5 separate regions of the Mus musculus genome follow, and regions 2, 3, 4 and 5 are each linked to region 1. A link is a contact called in public HiChIP or PLAC-seq and promoter capture Hi-C data. All regions are on one chromosome and are shown on one strand. Each heading gives the region's core, a stretch centred on a gene start, on an enhancer-like site or on the middle of the called end of the contact. The rest is flanking DNA. Distances are from core to core; before and after follow the strand shown. Region 1 holds the start of Ndufa12 (NADH:ubiquinone oxidoreductase subunit A12). Region 2 has its middle 16 kb from the start of Gm32898. Region 3 overlaps Tmcc3 (transmembrane and coiled coil domains 3). Region 4 holds the start of Tmcc3 (transmembrane and coiled coil domains 3). Region 5 has its middle 36 kb from the start of Gm32827.

What was found. Promoter capture Hi-C pulls out the DNA fragments that hold promoters and counts their contacts. HiChIP or PLAC-seq counts read pairs in DNA pulled down with a chosen protein or histone mark.
Region 2: an H3K4me3 HiChIP or PLAC-seq map of bone marrow-derived macrophages shows a contact between it and region 1, with 3 times the contacts expected there. The contact joins the enhancer-like site here to the promoter of Ndufa12 in region 1. A contact is called at or near these places in 4 of 39 promoter capture datasets (the 3T3-L1 cell line, the HPC-7 cell line, hippocampal neurons and 1 more), 2 of 484 Hi-C or Micro-C datasets (B cells and cortical neurons) and 4 of 115 datasets of contacts at active chromatin or transcription factors (bone marrow-derived macrophages, embryonic basal ganglia, forebrain and 1 more).
Region 3: a promoter capture Hi-C map of the HPC-7 cell line shows a contact between it and region 1, with 2.5 times the contacts expected there. The contact joins the enhancer-like site here to the promoter of Ndufa12 in region 1. A contact is called at or near these places in 4 of 39 promoter capture datasets (the 3T3-L1 cell line, the HPC-7 cell line, hippocampal neurons and 1 more), 1 of 484 Hi-C or Micro-C datasets (bone marrow-derived macrophages), 4 of 115 datasets of contacts at active chromatin or transcription factors (bone marrow-derived macrophages, memory CD8 T cells, neural tube and 1 more) and 2 of 9 other capture datasets (adipose tissue and liver).
Region 4: a contact with region 1 is called in an H3K4me3 HiChIP or PLAC-seq map of neural tube, with 5 times the contacts expected there. The contact joins the promoter of Tmcc3 here to the promoter of Ndufa12 in region 1. A contact is called at or near these places in 3 of 39 promoter capture datasets (the 3T3-L1 cell line, hippocampal neurons and pre-B cells), 5 of 484 Hi-C or Micro-C datasets (cortical neurons, embryonic stem cells, nephron progenitors and 2 more), 6 of 115 datasets of contacts at active chromatin or transcription factors (SST interneurons, bone marrow-derived macrophages, embryonic forebrain and 3 more) and 3 of 9 other capture datasets (adipose tissue, macrophages and pancreatic islet).
Region 5: a promoter capture Hi-C map of liver shows a contact between it and region 1, with 2.1 times the contacts expected there. The contact joins the enhancer-like site here to the promoter of Ndufa12 in region 1. A contact is called at or near these places in 5 of 39 promoter capture datasets (3T3-L1-derived adipocytes, hematopoietic stem and progenitor cells, hippocampal neurons and 2 more), 1 of 484 Hi-C or Micro-C datasets (cerebral cortex), 1 of 115 datasets of contacts at active chromatin or transcription factors (bone marrow-derived macrophages) and 1 of 9 other capture datasets (macrophages).

Annotation. Positions count from the first base shown.
Region 1 is chr10:94,197,304-94,200,633 of GRCm38.p6, reverse strand. It overlaps Ndufa12 (NADH:ubiquinone oxidoreductase subunit A12), which reads right to left and starts at 1,599. Exons shown (of 4, transcript NM_025551.4): 1 at 1,504-1,599; 2 at 602-684. The coding sequence starts at 1,589.
Region 2 is chr10:94,637,617-94,640,946 of GRCm38.p6, reverse strand. No RefSeq gene overlaps it. Among named protein-coding and RNA genes, the nearest start is that of Gm32898, 16 kb to the right of the region's middle. Within about 2 kb of position 1,491, at least 30 of the 459 cell types and tissues checked have an H3K27ac peak or open chromatin away from gene starts, as enhancers often do. A contact at or near this core is called in the HPC-7 cell line and bone marrow-derived macrophages, where this site is marked.
Region 3 is chr10:94,543,174-94,546,503 of GRCm38.p6, reverse strand. All of the region lies in intron 1 of Tmcc3 (transmembrane and coiled coil domains 3), which reads right to left. Among named protein-coding and RNA genes, the nearest start is that of Gm40743, 30 kb to the right of the region's middle. Within about 2 kb of position 1,478, at least 300 of the 459 cell types and tissues checked have an H3K27ac peak or open chromatin away from gene starts, as enhancers often do. A contact at or near this core is called in the HPC-7 cell line, adipose tissue, bone marrow-derived macrophages and 4 more, where this site is marked.
Region 4 is chr10:94,513,026-94,516,355 of GRCm38.p6, reverse strand. Tmcc3 (transmembrane and coiled coil domains 3) reads right to left here and starts at 1,499. Exons shown (of 4, transcript NM_172051.3): 1 at 1,252-1,499. The coding sequence starts at 1,329. It overlaps Gm40743 (a long non-coding RNA gene), which reads left to right and starts at 1,477. Exons shown (of 3, transcript XR_871960.2): 1 at 1,477-1,668; 2 at 1,768-2,024.
Region 5 is chr10:94,461,055-94,464,384 of GRCm38.p6, reverse strand. It overlaps a transcript of Tmcc3 not described here. Among named protein-coding and RNA genes, the nearest start is that of Gm32827, 36 kb to the right of the region's middle. Within about 2 kb of position 1,519, at least 54 of the 459 cell types and tissues checked have an H3K27ac peak or open chromatin away from gene starts, as enhancers often do. A contact at or near this core is called in liver, where this site is marked.

The DNA of each region.
Region 1 (3,330 bases), core at 350-2,849:
AAAAAAAAAAAAAAGAAAATGTTACAGAATAAGATGCAAACGTCTGGGGCACCAACTTGCAGCCACATAAGTCTGGCTTACACACCTCTACAGAATAGTATGAGGTGATAGATGGCTTGGCTTCTTCACCTGAAAGATGAGGTCTGGGGTCGTTGAAGGGTGTACTTCAGGTCACTATGTATGGTGGCAGGTGCCCAAACTGGCTGAGCCATCCCCTCTGCCCACGTTTTAAATTTCCTATTGAGTTTTCCGTTCCAAGTCACTTAGTATCTGTTCATGCATGATGTCAAAACTAGACTCTGAATCCTAACCCCATCCATTTATACACACACACACACACACACACACACACACACACACACACACACACACACAAAATCTATAAATACTGGGCTGGAGAGATGGCTCAGCGGTTAAGAGCACCGACTGCTCTTCCAGAGGTCCTGAGTTCAAACCCCAGCAACCACATGGTGGCTCACAACCATTTGTAACAAGATCTGACACCCTCTTCAGGGGTGTCTGAAGACAGCTACAGTGTACTTACATATAATAATAAAATAAATCTTAAAAAAATAAAAGAAAAAGAAAATACTGCACTCACCAAAAAATTGCTTGTTGTCTTCGTAGTATTTATTTCCATATTTGTCTTCTCCCACCAGTGTACCAATCCTTATATCATTTGCCCTTTAAGAAGTACACAGAGGAAAAAAAAGGCATCTCAGAATGATTCACACTGTTCAAGACAAACCCAGAAACAGACCGTACCACCGACTGTTTCTGCATCGACACAAGAACGAGATGCTACGGGGGATGCTCGCTGCTTGTACACCTCTAGCCTTCAGCCGAAGGCTCTTGCCACTCAACGCTCACGAATTAACTTTCTGGCAAAGAGCTCTGGAGTCTCCTGTGTTGTCCCAGCAGCATGCAGACAGGTGTGTGTGTGTGGGGGGGGTAATCAACCAAACAACTGATGTGCTTAGATTGCATATAAAACACTACTTTCCAGCTACGGTCCACGTATGTAGATACGTGCACCCTGAGACACTAAGTTAGCAAAACCTTCAGGCAGTCAAAGTACTTCATCATCTTCGTATTACGAGTGTCCCCTGGATTATTCACTGGTCCTCCGGATTTGCTGCGATTTATGGGGCTAATCGGGACTAGCATGATCGCCACCTTCAACTTCTTACTGTACACAGTGCAGAGGAAAACTTGCCCAAGGTCACCGTGAGGGGTAGAGGGGTTGCTATGCTAAGCCTCATTACACCCCAGGACTCGAGCCCGGAGCATCCCGGCTACCCTAGCACCTGCGTCACAGCTCCGCCACTAGGGGCTGAGTAGGGCCCAGAGACGTCTCAGTCCAAGGAACTCAACTCTTGGGACTGAACTTGTCCTTGACCGGATCCCTGGACCTCCAAAGTGATCTAATCTGAGCTCCTTTCCAGGAAAGCAGCCAGCGGAGGTGCGTCCCCAGAGACCCAGGGTCTAGCCCTGGCCTCCTACCTGAAGAAAACCCGTAGGAGGCCCCGCAGGCCGCCGTGGCCGGTGACCTGCTGCACGCCGCGCTTCAGGACCTCCACCAGCTCCATTCTCATCTGCATGGTCCGCCCCTTCCGTGTTCGGGTAAAACCCGCCGGGCGGAAGACGAGATACTCAAGGCGCCACCGTTTGGAGGTTCCTGCTCGTCAACCGGCCGCGGAGGTCGTTCTACGCAGGCGCAGAGCTGGAGGTCGCGCAGGGAGGATTATCTGGGGTTTTACAGTACAGGTTGGTGTCTTCCTAAAGGTGAAATTAATGTTTTCGGAGGCTGTACCCAGAAAGCGACCCTGCGGGGAGAAGTACGCCAAGCAAAGCTTTCCCAGATGGGAGTTTCTCCTGTCGAAATAAGTTTCTTCCTCCAGACAACGATGACGCACATTCCAAAAATTCCTTATAGCACTAGAAGCTAAGAAATGCATTACTGACCCCACAGCGGTATTGTACATTTAATACAGAGTGCGTATGATTTTGAATTCATTAAGCGTCGGTATGCTGGTAGATGAGTGATGAAGAATTGCAAAGAATAAGATTAAGTAAAATACCTGAAGGATTTGTTATTTTATTGTTGCAAGGTGTAAGCACAGACACTAGGTAGACTTCATCACAGAGTTAGTGCTTTACAAAATAATAAAATAAATAAACAATACTGGCAAACCCCTAGCCATAAAAAAGAAAAAGAAAAGAAAAGAAAGAAGAAACTAGGATTAATAAAATTAAAGATTAAAAATAGTTAAGTGTCAAGTCGACAAGGCTGGCCAGATTGCGAACCTCGGGAATACACCTGCCTCCACATCCCTGGAACTGAGTCTACAAAGGTGCCACCATACCCGAATTTTCTACATGGGCTCTGAGCTGTAACTTCTTTTCTCACGCTTGCAAGGTAGGCTAAGATCAAACCCAGGTCCTTGGCAAGAGCAGCTAATATTCTTAATTTCATTTTAAAAATATTTTGCGTTATTTGCATATTGTTTCCAAGCCCTGTGTGTCTTTACATATTCCTCACAATATGTATGTTTTTTGATGACTAGAATGCAGGGGAGTCACAGGAGACTTCTGATAGCAGGATAGAAGGCAAATTGGCCTCCAGCTCTTTCCCTTAGAACACAGCCAGTAGGCAGTAAGGAGCAGAACAGAGAGACTCTGGCCATGCCCAGATTCTGTCCCACTGCAAGTCCCAGCTAACAGCCACTAATACTCAGTGACTACAGAGATTTAAACCCATGATTTCTGCCAGACCCCTGTTCTGACTGAATGGAGATAGGTTGTCCCTGACCACCTCTGTCTGTATTATACATTCATGTGAAAATGCACACTTCTAACTGGTAGGTTTGGGGTGGCTAACCGCAAAACCTTGATGCTTGACATACTGCCAATAGTTTTGAAGCCCCTTCTATATCCTTCCCCGTTTGCACCTTCCTCCTCCCTTCCCAACTATTACCTAGACTTGATGCTCTTGCTTCTTGACTACATTTTATATGTATATGTACATGTAAATGTACTGTTACACAGATGTAACAGTAAACTAGTTAAATCATATTCTCTATGCTTTATGTACTTATTCAAATCGATGCAGGTTTTCTTTGTTTATATAATCTTAAACTCCATGTGTGTGTGGGGAGCACAAAGGAAAGAGACTGAACTCAGATAGCTGCATTTCCACAGAAAGTGCTCTGACCCTCTAAGCCATCTTGCCATTATTTTTGTTCTTAAAATGCTTATATGATTTTTCTCCCTTCTACTGCTGGAGACTGAACCTAGGGCCTTGTAAATGCTAACCTAAGCACAAGCTCT
Region 2 (3,330 bases), core at 242-2,741, 440 kb before region 1:
GTTTCTAGCTATAATTACATATTTATTTGGTTCATAAATATAGCATTAAAAAATCATGGGCTTCTTTCCTTTTCCTATCTTGCATAATGACGATGTGTCCCCCCAAGGAACTCAAGTCTAGATCCAAATGCTGGCTAGGATAAGAAATAAGAAAATGAAAATTATTTTATTCTAAGACTTGGACTTGATGCAATTTTAGGGATGAGGAGCAGGCTGCTTCTGCTTCCCTTTCGCTTCCTGTCAGCCCCATGATTTCGGGCCTTTTTTAAAAAGCTACAAATAGGCCTGACCTATCTGACAAATTTCAAAGTCAACTTTCTTACAGTTTGCCACTTCCCAGACAGAAGTTAAACTTCACATTCTCCCTGACTCCAGACAGCAGAGCATTTCCTTATTAAACCTTTTAACAAGGTTTCCAACCAAGATCTAGTGCTGCTGCAGGGAGGGATGGAATTGGAAGATTCTGGAATGGGAGACGTATTCTCCCCCCAAACCCCCCTCCACGGGTCATTTCTACCTTGCTTAATGTACTAGAAGTCATTCGGAAGTCATTTGAACCTGAAACAATGTCTGCAAAATAAGTCTGTGTTTAGTATTTCACTGAGTTTTTTTTTGGGGGGGGCGGGGTAAAACCCCTTCCCTTTCCTCCCCTGTGGTCAACATCACACTTCCGGTGTACAGTCTGCAATGTCTGCTCTCTCAGCTTCTCTTGCAGCCCAGCATGACGGATTACCAATGGCAAGGAAAGGGCTCTAAGAAGCCTGATGGGCTTACTCATTGCTTTTCTTACTGTTGTGGCAGAAGACTCTCTCTCTCTCTCTCTCTCTCTCTCTCTCTCTCTCTCTCTCTCTCTCTCTCTCTCTCTTTTGGGGGGTTGGGTTTTTTTGAGACAGGGTTTCTCAGTATAGCCCTGGCTGTCCTTGGAACTCACTATGTAGACCAGGCTGGCCTCGAACTCAGAAATCTGCCTGCCTCTGCCTCCCAAGTGATGGGATTAAAGGTGTGCGCCACCACCGCCCAGCTGTGGCAGAAGATTCTTAAGGAACAGTTTGAGGGTACAGATTATCAAGAAAGGATGGCGTGGTGGCGGGAGCTCAAGGCAGCTGGATATGCTGTATCCACAGTGAAAAAGCCGAGAGAGGTAATGGTTGCTTTTAAGTTTGCTCTTTTTCCCCCAGGTTTCATTCAGTCTGGGATCCAAGCCCAAGGGATGGTATTACACACATTCAGGGTAGGTTTTCCCTCCTCAGTTAAACTTCTCTGGAAGTATCCACCCAGGCACACCCAGAGGTATATATTCCAGGTAATTCTAAACCCAGTCAAGTTGACACTGAAGAGTGATCACTTGTGTTGGTTTGAATAGGGATGGTCCTCAGAGACTCATGTGTGTGAATGCTTGGACCACAAGAAATGTCACTATTAGGAGACGTGGCCTCGTTGGAGTGGGTGTGGCTTCGTTGGAGGAAGTGCATCACTGCGGAGGCAGGGCTTTGAGGTTTTATAAGCTCAAGTCTGGCCAGTGTGTCCCCCTGCTGCCCGTGGACCAAAATGTAGAACTCTCAGCTCCTTCTCCAGCACTGTCTGCCTGCACACTGCCATGCTTCCTGCCCTGATGATAGTGGACTGAACCTCTGAATCTACAAACCAGCCACAGTTAAATATTTTCCTCTATAAGAGTGGCTGTGGTCATTATAGCAATGAGACACCAGCTAAGACATCACTCACTGTAAGGGGGCTCTGGAGAAAGTTCCTTTCTGTATCAAAAGAGGCCTCCCTTCCTGCTTGCTGGACATGTGCCTGCTTGTGATAGTCCTGGGAATATTGTCTTCATCCCCAAATAAGGTACCTTTCCCTGGCAAGCCTGTCCCTGGGCCCATCCTTTGAAATCCATCATTTGCGGGGCTTTACTGTGTGATGTTGTGAAGGATATATATTTTGAAAGATTATATAGCTGGACTCTGTCCCCCTTCCTGGCTCATATGTCCTATGATCCTTGTAATCATGGTTGCTGAAACATGTCTTCTATATGTTGGTTAAATGCCTGGTAGTTGGGAGCCCCTGGGCACTGCTGTGTGGGGCTGGTTGATGGGAAATGCCCTGTGGAGTACTTGTACTTGTGCTCTGTACCAGCATTACACCAGACTTGTGACTGGTTTCTCTGACTTCTAGTTCTTCATCCTGACCCAGGCTTCCAAGTTCCTCTTCTAACACCGCTTTTACGTTATTGAGAAGCTACTGAGCAACCCCCCCCCCCCCCGTTCAATTCCAGTCACTTACATCCTGTCATCCGCAATGGCTTTACCTTTCCATGGACCTCCCTGCGATCCAGACATCATTTATTTTTTATTTTAGATTGTCCACCTCTTTCCTTCCCTCCAATTTAAATCCTGTTCATCTGTTCATGGCCCTGCCCAAACGCTATCTTCCTTTCCTCCCACTGGGCATCAATAGGATTTGATGGTGATTTTTTAAAAATGTGATTTATTGTGTAGTTTTACTACCTGTCATTTCACACACTTAGTTTCTTTCTCTCTCCAGAATTACCTTTGAATAGAATCTGAAGACAAAGTCTGTGTCATAATTATTAGTGTACTGTGCAGCGCTGATGACAGTGCTCTGTAGAGCCGACACTCAAAAAAAATTTTTTTTGCAGAGTGACTAATAGACATTTCCCAATTTGGCAGCGTGTGGCAGGGAATGGAGATGAATGTAAAGCTGCAATTTAAATGACGAGAGGGGATCTTGTCAGCAGGGGAGAGAGGGGGGAAAAACATTTAACGGATGCAAATAGTCTGGTCAAGAAGACACAGTAGAAGCAGGAAATATACAATACTTTGTGTGAAGTTGTCTTCAACAGAACAGAGATAGAGAAAAATCCCATCAGCTGGATAGGGACTGTAGGGACGAGCCCCAAGACACTGGACAGTCTGTGATCTTCAAAAGTTTCCGTTTCTTGAAGGGCACCCGTAGCCAGTGACTTCAGCTGCAATGTCTCAAAGGACTCAAGAGTAGGAAGATATGGGGGTGACCTTTGGACACAGCATTCCATGTACATAAGAACTCTCACTCTTTTTAACTCTCTCCCAAGGCTCACAGCTCACAGCTCACAGGAAAGGTTTCCTCGGGAATGTGAAGGGGTCATAAGAGAGCACCCTTGGCCAGGAGACCGGCACACTGAAATTGTCCTAGACACAAGCTTCCTGCGTCCCTCTCTGTGAAGCCATCTCTTCCCTCCGTCTCTGGGACTCCCCAGCTTTCATGACTCTGTTTTCAATGGATTGCCCTTCCTCCCTCTCCCGTTTTGAGATTTCCTCCTCCTCTTCCTGGCTT
Region 3 (3,330 bases), core at 229-2,728, 350 kb before region 1:
CTCCTGCCCACTGGAATTAAGTCCTTAGTGAACACTTCTATCTGAGGGGACAACACTGCAGAGAGCCAAGAGTCTAGGAACGAATGTGTAAGTGTTCAGAGCTACCCTGCCCCGGGATGTGAGCCACTGAGAACGAACAAACCCAACTGGCCTCTCATCACTTCGGCCCCTTCTGGTTCCTTAGAGATGTGGGGGGCAGGCAGGGAAGACAGCTATGTTTGAGCCGAGAAGGGAGCTGGGAAAGTGGGGCCCTGTTTTTGAGCCTGGCCACCATTGCCTAATCCTGATCAATGGGAATCTATACCCGACAGCTTCCCTTCTCCCTCCAGTTTTGATTCCAACTAGTTTGCCATCAGTGAGCCAGGTAAGCGGTATTTCCAGAACAACTACTCATGAGATCACCTGGGGCCTCTAACCCTCCTTGCCCCACCCGAGACAGTGAATCAGAATTTCTAGGAGGTTCCGTGTCCTGGGCTGGAGCCCAGGCTGTAATATTATACACAGGGAAGTCTGAGAAGCATCTGTTCAGGTCGAGCTCATTGTGAAGAACGGAACCAGGGCTGACTGAGTGACATAATTTCCCCAAGGTCTGATTAACTATGGCTCGGGGGCCCAGAACGTGGTGAGCTCATTCTTTGCTCACAGACCAATACTGCCTGCTATGTTTAATCATCAGAGTCCAAGTATCTGCGAAGTTTCTGATTCACCGTGAGGCAGCTGTGGGTACGTGACTAACAAAGTCTGAGTTCCGGATGCAGGTCAGAACGTGCCACCCACCGGCTTAGAGGATGACAGACAGGGTGACCTGTCTGATTTGACCGGCCCCTCGGTTTCTTTCACTTTCAGTATCAGAATGAGGGGAAAGGCCTGACTGATTACCCTTGAGAAAGAAAGCAACAAGAAGGCAGGAGCGCAGGCTGATTCAACCACCTCACCGTTGTTTCCTCAGCTCCTGTTAGCACTTTGAGCCAAACAGCTCTGGTCCTGGCAACTGCCAGCCTCTTGTGGTCGTGGTCGGGAGAGAAAGGATGGCAAGCCCTGCTACAGACGCTCCGCTTGTAGACCAGAATCAGCTTTTCTAACTGAGAAACAAGGAGGAGAAGCACTCTGCTCCGCCCCACCCTCCCAGGACCCAGCTTGGAAAGCTCAGAGCAAGCTTTGACTCAGGGAAAGCTCGAGCTGGTTATAATTGCCTCTAATTGGCCCTCCCACACCATCGCACAGTTTACAGCTGTAATGAGTTCCAAAAAGGGATGCCATATATTCTCCTCCTACCTTAAAAACCAGAATCCTTTCCTGCCTAGGTTCTTCACATAACTGCTTGGATTTTTCCTAATACATCAAAAGATATTAAAAGCAAGATCAGTGAATGAATGAAAAGCAAACATGTAAATGTGTTTTCAAAGAGAGAGCCCTGAACCCTGTGACCTCAGGGGCAACGCTGTGGGCCTCATATTGCTAACGGAGACCAAGGACAGCGAACGAGAAACCGATTGCATTCCAGGGCACACGGCCCTCAGAACACATGCATCTCTTCGGACATCTCCCATGTTCTGATTTTTATCTTTCTTGGCATGCTCGGGCTCTCTTTTAATAAAGTCACAACCTCTGTTGCCATGGAACCCAATCAGACATGAAGCCTGTTACTAGGACTTCCCTGCAGGGCAAGAAAAAAAAAACAAAAAAAACAAAAAACAAACAAAAAAAAAACCCAAAAGACTCCAGTGACAAAAAGACCAACATTTTCTTAAAAATCAAAAACCAAAAAAACCCAAAAATCAAAAATCAAAGCAATGAGCCTTTGGAAAGCGTCTGACACCTTTGTGTCGACTAACACTTAAGTTTCACATAGGATAGTTTGAACTCTTAAGCCAAAGCGTGTCAACATTTTATTCACACAAAAAAAAATTAAGCTGGGACTTTACAAAGATATTTGTTTCCAAATAAATACCTGGCAAAGAGGATAAAACTACAGGATTCTCCCATTTTCCCCGCTTTTAGGTGAGCTTGCTCAAGACTGAATAGCTGTTTGGCAAACACGTGTCAGTCAGCAGCTACCAAATTGCAGTATCCATTTCTACCAGCACTAAGGTTTTTTTTTGCCAAGAGCTCGTTATTTCTCTGCAAAGAGAAGATATCTAAACAACACAATGAATCCTCTGCTCTGCCATTATCTGGGAAAAAAAATATATCTGATGCTAACAACAAAGCTATATATGGAAAGGGAGTTAACGTCAGCTGAGTGTCTGTCCTGAGCCCGGCACTTCGCATCTCACCGTGTGACTGACGGAGTTACTACCACCAAGGTTCCGACAGCCTTGAGTAGCTTGATCAAGCTGCCACGCGACAACTGTGCCTGACTCCCAAAGCTAGAGTTATTCATTCATTCTGCCTAGCTTTTATTCTGGCTCTGGGTGCCAAGCATTTGTTCAGCCACTTGTTCTTGATGAGGGAATTCACAGCTTTGGGCAGCCTGTCTCAGAAGAGGGCATGGATTCTATTTTGGCTTCCAGCTGGCTACAGTGGTAAGATGTTCATATTCTACTATCATACTCACGAAGCAGCAGCTACCCCATGGGAGAACCATGAGTGAATGTCCTGTCCGTTTGCCTAGGATGACACAGGATGTGCATCTGTACTGGACTGTTAATTAAGTTAAGGATATTTTACCTAGTAGCGTGTATAGGGACAACTTTCATGGAAAGAAAAATTTTCTCAGCACAAAATTGCCATGAGATACTACTCAGCAGACAGAAAGAGACAGGGAGCGGTGGGGAGGAGATGGGACACCTACAACCTACGTACACTGGCAGGGATGCTCATGACCAACCACTGGAAAACCCTGACATTCCTCAAAGGGTTAACATAGCATCCCTGTGACACCTAGCAATTCTGCTCATAGTTGTCCCACACGAATACCCAACTTGTAAGACCACCTAACCCTAAGTGGGCTGCCTTGCCTTTTGGAATCTCCATAAAAGCTGGACTTGAACGCAGACCCAAAGTCTAAGCTGCATCCATCCCTCTTCCTCCTCCTCCTCCTCCTCCTCCTCCTCCTCCTCCTCCCTCTCAAGGATCCAAGATTATTTAAGTTTTTTGTTTTTACATTTGTTGATTTGTGTGTGTGCGTGCATATATATGTGTGCACATGTGGGTATGTTCTGCACAGCACCTATGTGGAGGTCCCAGGACAATTTGCAAGAGTCAAGTTCTCTTCTTCCACTTCTGGGTTCTGGGACTAGAACTCAGGTCATCAGGCTTGGCAGCAAGCACCTTTACCTAGCAAACCATCTCAGCAGCCCCAAACCGCTTGCTTTGTTTCTGTGATTT
Region 4 (3,330 bases), core at 250-2,749, 320 kb before region 1:
GCTCTATTACGTTTGTCCCCCACCCCCACCGGGTTACAAATGTTTTATGAAAAAAGACCTTTCCTTCAGTCAGCTGGGTTCGCGAGTAGTTGCCCTCCCAAGCAAACTTCTGACTGCAGGTAACCAAAACTCTAAATGTTTTTCTTAGGGAGTTTGGGAATACTTTCCTGGTGCACTGTTATGAAACTTCTAATGAAACCGAGAAAGAGTCGGTCGATGCAGGAGCGATTCCACCAAACTCATTAAATTTGTGGGTTTTTTTTTTTTAATCATTTTTCCTAAATTGATTAAGAGGCGCTAAAGTGAAAAGAGAAATGAGGTAAACATGCCACTTCTGGGAGAATCGACTACTGTTTCAAATTGTGACTGCATACCCACATTATATATAAGGGACCCCTGCATATGCCTATCACTTATGGCCGCAACTTGATCTTAGAGGTGGAAGGGTAGAAACTCTGCCCGGTCTATCTCTACGAACTTTATACAAGAAAGCCGACATCGAATCCCCAGTTCCTCGGACAAGCCAGAAGTTGGGAGGCTCAGAGAACAACTCCAGGTGCCGCCTGCCAGAGTGGAGGAGGTGCTGTTTCAAATGGCACTTTAGTCCGTCAAAAGAAGGGATGGGGGGGGGGGTGTCACATCCTTGCTGGACACTTGAGCTTCCCAAAAGGGAAAGTGTTCCTCAGGAGGGGCCCAGAGCTGGGGCTGTGGCCTCCGTCTTTATAGTGAAGCCCTCCATGGCCGGTCTCCACAGCTTGCTCAGAAGAGCTATTTTCGCTCACAGCCAAAATCAGCAACAGCAAATTAGGCTGCAAACCGTGGCGAAGGCACCCGCTCTGCACGGCTCCCAACTCCGGAGCGTCCATGCCGAGATCGACTTTTGACCTGGGCAGCGCGTCCCGGGCGTACAGTGCAGGGGACTCAGCTGCCAGGCAGGGGACGCAGCAGCAATGCAGAGCCCTGCAGGTGGCTGTGCCGGGAGGGAGCCAGACCCTGGGAGTCCCGGGGACCCGGCAGGCAGCGTGCGCTCTCTGGCGGGGAGGAGAGCCCGGCGACACCGTCGTGGAATAGGACTGGCTAGCCTCCGATTCCAGCGGTGGCCCAGCGTCCCCGGGCCGCAGGTTTTCCCCGGACCTTCCCGGCCGGGAGAGGCCGGCGTTGGGTTCTACGGTGCTGAGCCTCCGAGCCGACCCGGCCCGCGCCCTCCCCACGCAGACTCGCACCCCCGCGCCGCCCTGCGCGCGCCCTCACCCGGCTCTTGCAGCGGTGGTGCCGGCCGGGGTCTGAGTAGGTCCGGTCCACGGTGAGCGCCGTGTCGCTGCCCGGCATGTCTGCGCTTAGACTGACAACTTTGCGTCCTCCGGGGCTGCCGCTCCACTCGGCGCCGGGTGGCAGCTGCTCGCCGTGCTCCGCTCACCCTCGCCCCGGAGCCGCGGCCGAGGGGGTGGCGCGGGCCGCTGCAGCTGCTGCCGACACCCCGCGGCCCTGCGCCGCCGCCCGGGTGGGGAGGCGGGCGACAGTCTCCGCCCCTTTCCCCGCTCCCCGCCCCTGCGCCCGCGCGGCGCCTAGACCCGCTCCAGGTGCCGGGCTCAGCTGCCCTCCCTGCCTGCGAACGGGGCCCACGCGCTCCCACGCCTCTCCCGGCTCAGATGAGCGACGCTGGCACAGGTTATGGACCCACTTGAGTGTGATAAAAAAGACGGGTTTGAGCACACAGGAGGTTGCCGGATGCCTTAATGAAATATATATACATATTTCACTCAACAGGCACACTTACTTGCTGGACAGCTTTCCTGGACCTGGACAGTGGGCTAAGGATTCCAGGACGGAGGGGCATTTTCCCATCTAGTATTCCACGGAGCGGCACTCCCACTGTGTTGTGTATCTTAATTGTGCTTGTGTGACTCACTGTGTTGTAAGCTACTTTGAAACCGGGACATCTTTCCACTTGAGCGTTCTCTAGTCCCAGCGAGTGCTCCCTGCCCACAAGGAATTTGGAATCTGAAGAGAAAAAGTACTGATTGGTAATCAATGCGGTATCGGTTGCCTAACCCCCAAATTAACTACACAAGGTCCAGTGGTTTCGTGAGACGTGCCCCTGAGACCGGATTGGCAGGTTTTAAATCACTGATCCTAACAGGCTCAGAGTGCAGTGTGATCTGCCTACAGGGAGGGGAGGAGGTGTTTATCCCCCTAGCTGGCTGAGAGAAAACAGGTCTGTGCGTTGGGTGGGGGTGGGGGAGGGGACCCTCAAGGTGTCGGTTTAGTGGGTGTCTTCAGGCAAAAAGGGATCAGGTAGAAGAACGGAGAGTCGGGGGTAGGGGGTGGGGGGAATGTACTTTCAACATTAAGTTCAGCTTTGTTCTGTGGGTGTTTGGCAAGCTGCTGGGCTCCCTGAACCAGAAGTTGACAAGATCAGGATGGAAGTCTAAGACATCTATCTGATAGTCCTGTGAGAGGCATTGATGAAAGATAAAGAACTCTCGATAGGAGGCCTTTTCAAAGACTGAGGACAACCTGACCTATGTGTCATTCACTCACAAGGAGACCAGGGAACCAAGCATGTCGACTTAGTGGAGTATTAGACAAGTGTAGCAGTTGCGATGGCCCTCTGTGGAGTCATTTCTAGCATGTATAGTTAAGTGAAGAAAAGCAAGGTGCTGGAGAATATAGTGTTCTACCATTTATTGAAAGTGCAATGTGTATCATATCTATATAGAGAAATATAGATACATATACATACATACATATACATAAATATAGATATATGCCTGTGCTTATATATACACAGGGCACATTTCTGACAAGATAAAAAAAAAGCTACAGGAATAAGTGAACAAGCAGCTTAAGTTGGGAAAGGAGAACTGAGCAGCTACAGGGCAGATGGGAGGATTGTTTGTTTATTGATCGTTTTTTCACTGAGTATACATCTTAAATGTGGCCACAAAAGTAGAGTAAATTATTAAAACTTAAAAAGAATCAGAAACCTAATTTAAAGCCACTTAAAGGGGAAAAGAACCTTTAAAATAAAACACAAACAAACACACACACACACACAAAACGCATGCATACACACACACACCAGGCTCAGAGAGATTTTCAGGTAAATTCTTCCACGCAAAAAGCATAGATTGTGATGTGTGTGTGTGTGTGTGTGTGTGTGTGTGTGATTTCAGTTATGATGTCCAGAGAAGCTTTTGTGATAGGCCAATATTTGAGCAGAGCCTTAGGGAATGACTATGTTTGTATGAGGAATGCAGACTTAGGAAGTGAGAGAGACTGTAATGTATGTGATGGTTTGAATGAGAATGCCCCATAGGCTCATTCATC
Region 5 (3,330 bases), core at 270-2,769, 260 kb before region 1:
ACAGATTCCTGCCACCTTATCACTCAGGAAATCCCAAGGGTTTTTGGAGCTCTGTGTGAGGGAGCCAGAACAAAGCTCTACTATCTGTTTGCTTTCCAAGCAGGACAGTAGAGCAGGCGTGAACCTTGACAACTGACTTGTTTGCCCAGGTCTCTCCACTCTCACCTTACACCCTGCTCCCTTTGGACTCATTTTTAAGATGGGGAAAGTGAGATTAGGAATTAAGACGATGCCAAGGCTTAGAAGCAGTAAATCTGCAACCAGAACAAAAGGCTTCCCTCTTCTACTTCCAAGTTCCTTCTGTGCCAGGGCTCAGGAATGACCATGGCTCATAGCAGAAGTCCAAACCACCAGCTACCTTATTCTGTAGGTTTTATTTTTATTTATGTGTGTGTGCTTGTGTGCATAAATATGTGTTTGTGTATATTTATATACATATGTATATATGTGTGTGTGCTTGTGTGCATATATATGTTTGTATATATTTATATATGTGTGTATGTGTGTGCTTGTGCATGTGTGTGTGTATGGGGGGTGGTATAGGTGCCCTCAGAGGCCAGAATACAGCATCCAATATGGAGCACAAATTAGAGGCTGCTTTGAAGCATCTGATATGAGTTCTGAGAACCAAACTTGGATCCTCTAGCAAGTTCTCTTAACCACTGATCCCTCTCTCTAGGCCCCTGCCACACCTACTTTTATAGAGCTGTAAGCTAAACATGTTTTTCATATTTTTAAACAGCTGAAGGAGACAAAGAGTTCATGACATGTAGAGTCCGATGACGTCAACATTTCAGTATTCATGAAGTTTGCAAACCCATCTGTGCTCAAGTCTTGCCTGTAGCTGCTTTAATGAAATGCAGTCAAGTTCAGGAGTTGTGACAGACTACATGGCCCTCAAACCTTAGAGCATTATATTTCTTACCTGGCCCTTCACAGAAAGCATTTCCTACACTCTACAGTCTGGCTGTTTCTAATTGCAGTCTCTTTTTTCTTTCAAGACAGAGAAAAGAAGAGGTGGCCCCTGGAGTCTTTCACTCTGTCAGTGTTGTATGATTTAAAAAGAATGAGACAAGAACTTCTCAGTCACTTAAGGGACAAGACTGGAGGTCCTTCTTCACTCTCCAAGTGATGTAGACACATATGTGCAATTGGAGCTTGGAGACAGATAAATGACGAGAGAGAGACAGAGAACAGTCAGAGTCAAAGACACAGATTTCCCCGGACATTAGAAAGTGAGTTGGGCAGGGGCATGGGTGGTAGTGGGTCTTCCTCAGCCAATAGGATCAGACATAAAATTGATACAATGAGCTATAAAGCAAAACCAAAAGAGGATCTGGGAGCGTGTGAAGGGTCACGAGTCTTTAGAGTACATGGAGGTCTCTCTTCCACAGGCGCAGACAGCTTGGCCCCAAGTGTTTTCAAGTCTCAGCTGCTTCCACGTGCTCGAGAGAATGCTGCTTCTAGCTGGCCGCCGGCGTCCTTATTCAAGCATGACCCTGCCTCATTCCGATCCACCAACGACAAGGCTGGCCACTTGCCCAGCTCCAAAACTGGTCTCTGTTTATTTCTGACTCTAGGAAATGACAGAGATGTCCCATGATAACTGTATTCTGTGTTGTTGATTGGAGTATCTGATTTGTCTTGTGTAGTTAATGCAGAAAACTACTTTTGCTTCCCCTGCCAGTATCTTTTATCTGTGGACATTCTTCTCCTTCCAAGGTCCAATCAAACGTCTCTGTCATTTCATCTTCAGACTCTCCCTTAAGGAGGACTGTGTAAAGTAGGAGAGAAGCCAGCATTGTTGAGCAATCAGGAAAATGGGGTCCTCTTTAGAGCAGACAATGCCAAGGTCACAATAAGACAAAGGACAAAGGGAGGGTCACTTGAGGGCAAGTGGACGAAGACAGAGTGTAAGCAAGGAGGCTGGTTTTAGAAAATCCAAGGCCGTGTGGCCACCCTGACCTAAAGACGTCGGGATTTAATATCTTGGGCTTTTTCAGTATGTCAGGTCATAAACGCAATCCTAGGAGGTTAAGATGAGCTCCTCCTCTCAAGCAAAGTCCAAAGAAACTCAGTGGCTCACTTAAGTGGCAACCATGAAGTCAGAGCTCAGGACACTGGGTTCATTGCATGCTCAAAGCTTACCACCATGCCCCCGGAGCACGGCAGGTATTCAAGAAAGAATTGTTGGGAAAAGAGCGTCTGGCCAAATGGCAACCTTCAAGCCTGCTGCCTGAAGCTATTTCTATTGCTAATGGATGGAAATGGCTCAAGCTACAACAGGTGCTCCTCCCCCATCCGTTCTGACGTCAAGATGCAATTTGTCTATGACTTTCTAGCCCGAGTGTCATCCAAGGGCATCGGCCACAGAGTCCATGGGATATGGAAGGAACCAGGAAAGGGTCTCGGCCTCCTGTCTCCTAAGCACTTTAAGCTAATTCCTATGGGTTGAGTTACATAAACCTTACAAAGCAAATATGGACCCACTCTTATAGAGATGCTATTTAAACTTTTAATTTCTTTTTCTTTCTTTTTTTTCTTTTTTTTCCCCCGAGACAGGGTTTCTCCTGGCTGTCCTGGAACTCACTTTGTAGACCAGGCTGGACTCGAACTCAGAAATCTGTCTGCCTCTGCCTCCCAAGTGCTGAAATTAAAGGCGTGCACCACCATGCCCAGCATTTTAATTTCTTTAGATTTGTTTATTTTCTGTGTATGGGTGTTTTGTCTGCATGGGTGTTTTGTCTGCATGCAGAGCATCGCATGCATGCAGTACCTACTGAGGCCAGAAGAGGGCATCAGATCCCCTGGTACTAGACTTTGGGCTTGTTGTGGGCCACCTTGTGGGTGCTGGGATGTGAACCCAGGCTCTCTTCAAATGCAGTATGTATTACTAACCACAGATCCCTCCTTACAGCCCTGGGGAGACACTACCTTTTACATTATTAAGCCTAAAGTCTGCATTCTAAGCTTAACAGCTTAGCAACAGGATAATGAAGTGACACAGGTAAGTTGCACAGGATTCCTTAGACCTGCCTTCTATAAGAAGCCACAGGTATAAATACAGTGTGACCGTGCATGAAAATGCCAAAGAAAAGCCAGCTAGCTGTTTTTTTTTCTGTTATTTTTCTCCCCAAAATAGTGAAACTTTCTATCATTCATGATTCATTAATACCTATTGACATATTTCAAGTTTCGAATGTTGTGTGAAGCCACATGTTTCCTTACATGGCTTTAAAACAAATGCCTGATCATACCCCAACGATGCCCCTCAAGGCATGAGGACCCCAAAGGGACAATGGCACAGGCTTAGTGAGTCTTTTATCAAAA